2 separate regions of the Mus musculus genome follow, and region 2 is linked to region 1. The links are chromatin contacts, called in public HiChIP or PLAC-seq maps. All regions are on one chromosome and are shown on one strand. The core of a region is the stretch at or near the end of the contact, and the rest is flanking DNA. Distances in the headings are between cores, read along the strand shown.

Region 1 (5,228 bases), core at 1,576-4,075:
TGGATGGAACCACAGGCCTTGTGTGTGCTAAGCCAGGCTATTACCTGTGAGCTGTATTCACACATTCTCACCCTCCATTTTTGTGTTTTGAAAGGAACATTGCAGACTGTCTTATTTTGATTGCAGAGAGGACAGGGTCACTCTTGGTAGCCCATGATGGCCTCAGACCCACAAAAATCTTTCTCCCTTAGGTTCCCAAATATTGAGACTCCAGTTGTAAGCCACAATGCCTGGTTTCTCGGGAATTCTTGCCTCTCCATACTTCTGTACCTCGGTTCCAGTTTCCTCCAGCCAACAAGTTTCCTCTGTTTTCACATAATCTAATGTAGATGGTCCCACAAATGTCTACCCTCCCTCCTCAGAGCACATGGAGCTGGAAGGAAGCTGTAGCCAGTCTTGGCCAAGAATCTCCTGGTCCACTGGGTCACCAATGGCCAGGGGCATAAGAAAACGAGTGGTGTCTCTACAGTGTGATCTTCCTTCCTGACACCAGAGCTCCTTCCTGAAGTGAGAGTAAACCGATGAGTCTCATCAAAATATCTGTCAACGTGTGACTGCAGGTTTGTTTGCTTGTTTTTTTTGAGACAGGGACTCACAGTGCAGTCTAAGCCATCCCCAAACTCCTTATGTAGCCCGGGATAGCCTTGAACTTGCAACCCTCCTGCTTCAGCCTTCTGAGTGATGACATTAGAGGCAGTGTCACTGCTGGGATGCTGTCTTACATGTAGGAGGACACAGATGTTTGCCCAGAGCCTTAGAAACACCCTCTCTTCAGGTGCTCCACTTGAACACCTTGGTTTCTGCTGACTCTATGCTACGTGTCTAGGATTCTGAGGCTACTCCCAGGCTGTCTGACCACATCAAGGGATCAAGTGCACGCATGCAAGCGTGTGTGTGTGTGTGTGTGTGTGTGTGTGTGTGTGTGTGTGTGTGTGTGTGTGTGATGGTACAACTCAAGAAAAGAGAAATTTCCTCCAAGTCTATGTCAGGAGAGCTGCCCACCTAGCACATCAGACCTTAACGGTGGGCTGAGGTGAGAGGAAAGGGCTGGGCTTGGAGAGGGAAGAGCCTCTGACCCTGGCAGTGGACACCTGTGCTTTAGATTTATATTAGCCAGGGTTTGTAGAATTTGTCTAGCCCTCCAATCACGACATACAGATGGGACCTGTAGAAACCCCATGGAGCTGACATCTTTATCCCCCTTACTCAGATGAGAAAATTGAGGTTAGAAGAGGTGAAAATTGAGGTTAGAAGTGACATAGAATAAAAAGCGGCATGATTGGTCCAACGTCACACAATTAGCTGTGGATCAAAGAGTGGAACTTAGGCCTGTTGCACTTCCCCCAGCCCCCCTGTATTTCTCTACCAAGCAAAGCTTTGGGCGTGAGATTGTGTCTAGTAGAGGATCGAGAGGCAGGCAGAACTCTCAGGTACCTAGAGGTGCAGAGTTAACCAGTTTGTCGGTCCCTGGAGAAGAGATAGCCTGATGAGCCTGGTTGGGGACTTCAGAGAATGAGGAATCGATCCACCATTCCATGTGAGAATGGATTGTAGCCCCAGCCTGCGTGTGTCAATGGATCTGATTAGCACTTGCGTGAGTCTCCAGCTATCGATTGGCAGGTGAGAATCGTTCTGGGACCAGCGGGGAGTCAGTCCCCTCTGTTCCCAGTCCTGCCAGTTCACCCCCTCCACAGAGACATCTTCCTTCCTCTCACTACAGCCCTGGTCCTGGAGGTCTCCAGATTTCTCCGACCCCCAGCCCTAACGGGAGTCATGGCTCCTGTAGATGCTGCTGATGAAGGGGGGATACATGGCTGTCATGAATCTCATTCAGCCACTCCAGGTTCAGCCCTTAAAGGAGCCAGTGGGGATGGATGGGTTCATCACCTTAGAGCCTAAACCACACAAAGGAAAAAGCAAAGACTCTGCAAATATTTGTATCATGTGACCTTGGGTAAGTCATTTGTTTTGCAAGCATCAGCTCCTCATCATGTAAATAATAAATAATAATAATAATAATAATAATAATAATAATAAATCTTCCTCCCCAGATTTTCTGTGTTTGATAAGGAAGTATATGTGAAAGTCCTCTGCAGCCCCTAGCACATATGGCCTAACATGTCAGGTGGAAATTGAATCTACAACTCTCCTGAGGATGCGCTCACTGTGGGAAACCCTCTCTAGTTGACCCTGCTTCTGCCTCTATTCTCTTCATTTGAATGCCACACATAAAGTGACAGATAGTAATTGCCTCCACGTTTGGTCAGACCTGGAGCTATTCTGCCTTCAAGGAACTTCAACCCATAATATTGGGTTTTCTTTGGGGCCGTTAAACTGTCAAATAAAGAAACAAGACAGGCTCAGCTTCTCATGCCCTAAGAGTTCCTTGAGCCAGGAGGTTGCATCCAAAGGTTAGTGTGTGATATATAGAAGAGGGTGTTTCAGGCATTTTTCTGCCTGCCAGAATGGGGCCAAGAGGGAGCCAGTGGCCAGAGGCTGTGGCCTCTTTCATTATCCCCAACTGTAGCAAGCCCATGGGGAAGGGGTGCTTTCTTTCCGGTTTCTTTCCTGTCTTTCCAAGGCCTGAGCTCTGCTGGGCTCATAGTAACCCTGCCCCTTTGCCGATAGCGCCAGACTTCTCCCCTGGAGCCTACTAGACTTGTCTACTGATGCTTAGTCCTCTGCCTCACGTTCCTCATACCATCTGTTACAAGAGCTTGTCCTTATTTTTGCCTGAGTAAGGCTCTTTTGGACCACCTAAGTCCCTGACGTCACAGCAAGAGAGAAAAGCATGGGCTGCTATGGCAACCGAGAATTGTACTCAGGACCATGGACAGAGAAAAAGGTCCCTGGATGTGTGGGGGTCTTCTAACTGCGCAAGCACAAACAGGTTGATATCATGAGCAGCACCATGGACAGACACCGCCGGCTGCCTTAGCATGAAGAGCCGTCTTGGAGGAATAGGATTTGTCAAAATTATTTTGATTCTAAGGAATGAAATCCTGGGCTGGCGAGATGGCTCAGTGAGTAAGAGCACTGACTGCTCTTCCGAAGGTCCTGAGTTCAAATCCCAGCAACCACATGGTGGCTCACAACCACCCATAATGAGATCTGACGCCCTCTGCTAGTGCGTCTGAAGACAGCTATAGTTTACTTACGTATAATAATAAATAAATCTTTTAAAAAAGGAAATAAAATCTTGTGCATGCAGAACTGAACATTTGGGAGGCAGCGGAAGATGAATCTCTGTGAGTTTAGAGGCCAGTGTGGTCTACATAGTGGGTTCTAGGATTGCCAGGGCTACATATTGAGACCTGTCTTAAAAATAAATAAATGAAAATAAAATAAAATAGGGCTATAGAGATGACTCGGAGATTAAGAGCACTGACTACTCTTCCAGAGGCCACAGGTTCAATTCCCAGAACCCACGTAGCAGATAACTGTCTGTAACTCCAGTTTCAGGGGTCTGACATGTTCATGCAGGCAGAACACCAATGCACATAAAATATAAATAAATATAAAATATAAATTTAATATTAAAAATAAGAACACATGTACTCACACATGCCTGCATGTCACACCCACATTCACACACACACACACACACACACACACACACATATGTAGTATGTGTGTGTGTATGTGTATGTATATGTATATGTTTTGTATGTCTTTTAAAATTTTAGTAGGACAGGGTGGTACTCACTTCTAACCCCAGCACTTGGGAGGCTGAGGCAAGTAGATCTCTGTGAGTTCAAGGCCAGCCTGGTCTAGATAATAAATTCCAGGTCAGCCAAGGCTACATAGTAAGACCATGCCTCAAAAATAAAGATGTTTTATTATTATTAATGAAAATTGGCTGGTGAGTTGGCTGAGCATGTTGGAGCACTTGGAAGTGCAAGTCTGGTGACCTGAGTTTGCTCCTAGAAACCCATGTAAGAAAGACATGTGGTGACACATATCTCTAATCCCAGCAGTCCTATGAGAAATGGGAAATAGAGACAGGGGACTCACTCGGAACTTGTGGGACAGCAAACCTGAAGTACAGACCTCTGCAGGGTCAAGAGAGACTCTGCCTCATGCAAAGAAGTGACTTCAAAAGATGTCCTCTGACCTCCACAGCACACACATGCCATACATGTACATGATATGCATGTTACTGAATAAAATAAAATTTAAAGAAGCAAAAAGAGGTGGAACCCTAATTGAAACTAGTGTAAGCTATTCTTTGAATGAGCCTGGGATAACACTGAAAGTCACGATTTGTTCCACTGAGCAGAGCAAAGTTAAAGGCAGTGTCTTTTATTTTATTTTATTTTATTTTATTTTATTTTATTTTATTTTAAGATTCTCTCCCCTCCCCCTCTGGCTTTAGCTGACCTGGGACTCACTATGTAGATCAGGCTGGCCTTGAACTCACAGAGATCCGCCTGCCTTTGCCCACCAAGTGCTGGTGTTAAATGATGTGCCACCAGACCCAGCTCTTCTTTACTTTAGGAAAACAAAAAACAAAAAAACAGAAATGAGGCTGTTCAAATCATCTATTTCTTCATGAGCAAGCTTGATTGGTTCAAGAAAATCCTTTCCTTTGAAGTTTTCTGATGCATTGACACAAGCGTCTTCACAGCATGTTCTTTCAATTATTTGTTCTTGAGACAGAGAGTCTCTCGGAGCCCAGGCCAGACTGGAACTTGTTATGTAGCCAAGGATAGCTTTGAACATCTGGTCCTCCTGCTTCCACCTCCCTAGTGAGTAGTTGCAGGCATATACCATCATGCCTAGTGTATGAAGTGCTGGGGTTCCTGTCTGTTAGGCAGGTACTCTATCAACTGAACTGGACCCCAGGTCTCTTTTCCTCTCCATCTCTGTCAGCCTCTCTTATATTGACAGCCCCTCTCTGCTTCCTGATATTCATTTTGGTAACTCGCACCAGCCTAATTAAGTACATTTCATTAAATTGTGCATATTTTTCTTACTTCTGCCTCCACCTTCCAGCATAGAACATTGTAGTTTTTCTGTGGCAAACTGCCCAACGGGCTCCAGGCTCTGTGTTCCCACTACAGTACATTCTGCACATCCCTGCCAAAGGAAGTGTCTAAAAAGGACTCTTAGTGGCTCCCCATTTCTTCTGAATAATTTCCAGTCTCCTCTATTTTCCCTCAGTGCCCACTCCCTACCATCTGACAAAGCGGTCATGGCTCCACAGTCACTGCCCACTCTTCCCCTGC
Region 2 (5,071 bases), core at 2,045-4,544, 81 kb before region 1:
TGCAAACTTTGAATAGCTGCAGGAGATGTCCTAAGGCAGAGGCTTTCAACCTTCCAGGTACTGTGACCACTTAGTAATACAGTTCCTCATGTTGTGGTGACCACCCCAATCATAATTTTTTTTTAAAGTATAGAATAGTTAATTCAGGGCATGGGGAGGGAAGTTGAGAGGGTAATGGGGAGGGGGGAACAGGAGGGAGAGGACAGAGAGAGCAAGAAGACCCATAAAATTGTTTTATTGCTACTTAAATAACTGTAATTTGGCTACTGTTATGAGTTATAGTGTAAATATTTGTGTTTGCTGATGGTGCAACCCCTGTGAAAGCATCATTTGATGCCCCTAAAGGGGTCACAACCACAGGTTGAGAACTGCCGTCCTCGGGGATAGTTCAGTTGGCATCAGTGTGTATGCTTTTGGGTTTCTAATCAGATTGACAGACTGGGAAGGACACATTTGGGGGTAACAGGGAGACAAATGGTCATTAGACTTGGGAGGGCAATGAGCTTGGGCCTGAATTGGGGGGGGGGGCTGATGAAATGGTTTAGCAGGTAGAGGCACTTGATACCAAGCCTGGTGACCTGAGTTCAATCCCCAGAACCCACGGTATGAAAAGAAAGAACCAAGTCCTCATGTTGTCCTCTGACCTCCACGTGTGCATGTGTATGCACACGCACACACACACACACACACACACACACAGAGGGGGGGGAGTTTAGAAATAATGTAGACAGGAAGAGACAGAAGCTGCTAAGCCTGAACAACTAACATTAAGAATGGATTTCTTGGGGGCTGGAGAGATGGCTTAATGGTTGGGTGCACTGGCTGCTCTTCCAGAGGACCTGGGCTCAGTTCCCAGCTCCCACATGACAGCTCACAACTGTCTGCTGATGATGAGAGGAGGTGAAAATACAAAGGAAAGCGGGCAGAGTAAGAGGAGCTGGTGGCAAGTGTGAGGGAAGCCAGTGAGGCAGAGACAGAGCCCATCCCGGCCCGCCCGGCAGAAGAGCAGAGGGGAGGGTCCTCAAGCTAGGTCCAGGCATCATTCGCATCCCTCATCGTGGTTTCTGGACCTTCCCCACAGGAGTCTACCAACTTGTGAGCAATGCACTGACATCTATCTCTGAGACTCATTTCAGACGTCTCACGACTGAGGTCAAGGGTCTAGGGTGAGGGAAGCAGGCACAGACATGGATAACAAACACACACTCACACCAGATCTTAGATGCATCCTGAGGAGGAAAGCTGCACAGCTGTGGATAACAAAGTCAAACTCACACCAGATCTTAGATCTGTCCTGAAGAGAAAGGCTTCACAGCTGCCCCCATCTGCCTCCCCCGCCATCATAGCTGCTGGTTCCGGCCTCTGGGAAGCTCTCAGGGATGAATCCTCGGATACTAGCTAGTTTCATCCTCTCCTCACAGCCCCCACAGCCCCATCCCATGTGTCATGGCTGAAAGAAATCCAGCCTCGGCTTCGTTCTAGCCATGTGCCATCTAGAACATAGGTTAATGTTCTAATCTCTCAATGGTATCACTTTTACCTTCTCATCTGTTTCTTCACCAGAAAGAAACAGAAGGTGGCAGCGATTCCTCTCCACTAGTTTTTGTTGCAGAAACAGAACTTGGAGAGGAAGCCAGACTTGTCCAGAATTACACAGCCTCTGAGGAGTGAGACTAAATTTTAAATGCCTGAGTCCAAGACAGGAAAGAATAATGATCCTGAGAACAGAGAAGGGCCACCCCAGCACTGCCACTGAACTAGTTGTTTGACCATAGGCCAGTAAGTCACCTAGCCTCTCTGTGCCTTGTTCCTCACTTGAAAATGAGGGTGACAAAGGACTTGGTGAGTTAGGAGACTCCATATTAACGGTGTGTGGTGAGTGGGCACCGTGACCATTTCTATCCCCTCCCTATTTTCAACATGAAAAAGAAAACATCTTTCTGCTTTTTATTAAGATTTATTTATTTTATGTGAGTATATTTTTGCTGTCTTCAGACACACCAGAAGAGGGCATATGATCTCATTACAGATGGTTGTGAGCCACCACATGGCGGCTGGGAATTGAACTCGGGATCTGTGGAAGAGCAGTCAGTGCTCTTAACCACTGAGCCATCTCTCCAGCCCTCTGCTTTTTAAATTCTCATTGTCATTAGGATTTCTCTCACTTGCCTTTTCTTAATCCCCATCTCTGCTTCTTAGGACAGACGGGTTAAATTTTGGAAGAAAGAAAAGGGATTGGTAGTGGTCATTAGGGCATGTTTGACAGAGAGAAAGAGAGAGAGAGAGAGAGAGAGAGAGAGAGAGCACCTGCCATGGTGATGGTGACACACAAATGCGTAGACTGTGCCTAGGTGTGACAATGCACCCCTTCCACCCTGTGTCAGTATTTTGGCCTCTTCTTAAGTGCAGATCATGCCAGACTCCTACTCTCTGTGCCTAGGTGGTGTCCTCAGCATCCAAGGATCCTGGCTTGGCATTGAGGATTACCAGCTTAGAAAGTCTGAGAGAAGTCAGCATTTTCAGAGCGTTTTTTGGATCCAAAACCATGAAAGAGAGGTTGCTAACACCCCCTCTCTCATTCTCTCTCTCTCTCTCTCTCTCTCTCTCTCTCTCTCTCTCTCACACACACACACACACACACACACGCACACACACACTGACACAAGTATGCACATAAACTGATGGGCTTGAGTTTGCCACTCACCGGTGTATTCCACACTCACCCTTGGGTGGTCAGAGAAAAGACCATTTAACAGGGAAGAAAGCTGATACCAGAAACAAGGAATGCTTTGCTCAAACTCAAAGGCGAACGCGTACATTTGTTTAAGCATTAATTTTAAAAGATTTAGAAGGGAGTGGCGAGATCGTTTATTGGGTTAATTCATTGACCACGAAGCCTCAAGACCTGAGTTCGAACCTTCAGGACCCACAGGATGGAAGCAAATAACTGACTACTGCAAGTTGTCCTCTGACCCGCACATCGGGCACACGGGTGAGCCCTTCCACTAAATAAGTTAATGTAATAAGCAAATGTAAAGAGAAAATTCACAGACCCGAGCGAACACAGACCCCTGAGTTGCATTCCAGCCTCGAATCCCATTTGATCGCAGCTGCAAGCTTGGAGGCCAGAAGGAGCTCACATCAGCTGGACTCGAATTCATTCACTCCTCACCCCACCGGTTCCCACCAGAGCCACGCCTCCCTTTCCGCAGCCAAGGGAAAAGGCTGAGATAGGCCATAGCTTGTCTCTTTAATGCGCGCCCCCAGAGGCCCGAGCGCGCCCCCGCCGCTATAACTAGAGTGCATGGAGCAGGCTGAGCTCAGAGGGCGGGCGCTGGGCACCCGTTGCCCGACTTTTTTCCAAGTGCCATCAGCTCCCGTCTGGCCCATTTCCATGGACGCTCCCGCAGGCGTCCCCCGCTGAGTACCCCGTACCTTCTGGACTCCCGGCAGACTTACCCCCAGCTTCCAGACGGTGATCCCCGTGGGCTGTAAGGGCTCCCGGCTCTCGCCTCGCCGTCGAACGAGGGCTGTGTCTCCGCCACACCTCACGCCCCACACTACCCGCCCCATGTTGGTGCACACATACTCCGCCATGGTGAGTAGACTCGGGTCCCGGGCACACTGGGCAGAGGGCATCGAGGAGCCTGGCTGCTGAAGCCTCCAAACCTTCTGCCCCCCACCCCCGCGCCAACGAAATCGCGAAGGTAGGGGACCGTAGGGCCTCTTGGCAGCCCAGGAAGTGGTGGCAGAGACCCGTACGTGGTTGGTCTCCAGCCTGGGGCCGCGGCGCCCGCGGGGCCAACGCCGGTGGACAGCTGCAGGACACCCGCGAGCTGGAGGGGACCTGGCGGGCTGGTGTCTTTTCGGCCGCTCATGGGTCACCTAACGCACGCCTCCCCTTCTGCAGGAGCGCCCCGACGGGCTGGGCGCAGCGGCTGGCGGGACCCGCCTGTCGTCCCTGCCCCAGGCGGCCTACGGGCCCGCGCCGCCACTGTGTCACACTCCCGCCGCCTCTGCCACCGCGGACTATCATCCTCCTTACTTCCCGCCGCCCTACCCTCAGGCGCCGCTGCCCTACGGCCAGGGTCCCGACGCCACCGCTGCCTTTCCGCACCTCGCCGCTGACCCCTACGGCGGCCTAGCGCCCCTGGCGCAGCCGCAGCCCCCGCAGGCCGCCTGGGCCGCACCCCGTGCGGCCGCCCGCGCCCACGACGAGCCGCCGGGCCTGCTGGCGCCACCCGCCCGCGCTCTGGGTCTCGACCCGCGCCGAGACTACGCCGCCGCGGTTCCCCGGCTCCTGCACAGCCTGGCCGACGGCGCGCACGGCCTGGCCGATGCTCCCCTCGGTCTTCCAGGATTGGCGGAGCCGCCCGGTCTGGAGGAATTGCAGGTAAGCCCAGAGTGAGCCACGGTGGGTCCCGATGGGCAGCGATTTAGCATCCTGGCTGGAAACAAAAAAGTAACAAAAGTAGGAGCCCGGCTCTTCTCCCAGGTGCAACTTTCCATCTCTGCCGCTAACAGGGAGTCTTCCGTTAGATGCTGTCTGGCCAAAAGATGGCCTCGAACTGTGCCTGGGTGGCAGCAGCCCTCGTGGAATCACTTCTTTCTCTCCCCACTGTAGGGTTGAGCCATGGTGGGCATCCATACCCAGTCCCAGTCCGCAGGGGCAACCTGGGCCGGGGTTAGGAGAGGCACAGGAGTGGTCTATCTAAGGCAAGGCAATCATCCAGGCAGTGCTGCAGCTTAGACGCATATGGTGCTGAGCCCAGGCTATTCCTGGTCACGCCTGTCCCCCGGTAGCCGCCTCAGGCAGCCGGTGGTACGCGTAGGGCGGAGCAGACATGGACTAGGGGTAGCTGGGCGACTAGGTCCATACGGACCCTCACTGCCATCCTCTTCTATTTGCAGGCGATAGATGACCCTGGAATGAGCCTCCTGGACCAATCGGTGATCAAGAAAGGTAAGGAATGGTGTGCGACTTCCAGGGCAGAGTCAGGCCCTGGGTGCTCAGACCCATTTTCTTTCTCCCTGGCTGTTGTTTCCTGTGCGTCGCCCGGCTGCGTGGCCA

The links. HiChIP or PLAC-seq counts read pairs in DNA pulled down with a chosen protein or histone mark.
Region 2: an H3K4me3 HiChIP or PLAC-seq map of craniofacial prominence shows a contact between it and region 1, with 2.3 times the contacts expected there. The contact joins the promoter of Tfap2e here to the enhancer-like site in region 1. A contact is called at or near these places in 9 of 39 promoter capture datasets (3T3-L1-derived adipocytes, the C10 cell line, the HPC-7 cell line and 5 more), 4 of 15 datasets of contacts at CTCF or cohesin (the G1E-ER4 cell line and embryonic stem cells), 17 of 484 Hi-C or Micro-C datasets (the G1E-ER4 cell line, the HL-1 cell line, the P5424 cell line and 6 more), 13 of 115 datasets of contacts at active chromatin or transcription factors (bone marrow-derived macrophages, craniofacial prominence, effector CD8 T cells and 7 more) and 4 of 9 other capture datasets (adipose tissue, embryonic stem cells, liver and 1 more).

What each region holds. Positions count from the first base shown.
Region 1 is chr4:126,653,183-126,658,410 of GRCm38.p6, reverse strand. No RefSeq gene overlaps it. Among named protein-coding and RNA genes, the nearest start is that of Psmb2, 22 kb to the left of the region's middle. Within about 2 kb of position 2,825, at least 25 of the 459 cell types and tissues checked have an H3K27ac peak or open chromatin away from gene starts, as enhancers often do. A contact at or near this core is called in craniofacial prominence, where this site is marked.
Region 2 is chr4:126,734,492-126,739,562 of GRCm38.p6, reverse strand. It overlaps Tfap2e (transcription factor AP-2, epsilon), which reads left to right and starts at 3,294. Exons shown (of 7, transcript NM_198960.2): 1 at 3,294-3,598; 2 at 3,911-4,393; 3 at 4,912-4,963. The coding sequence starts at 3,572.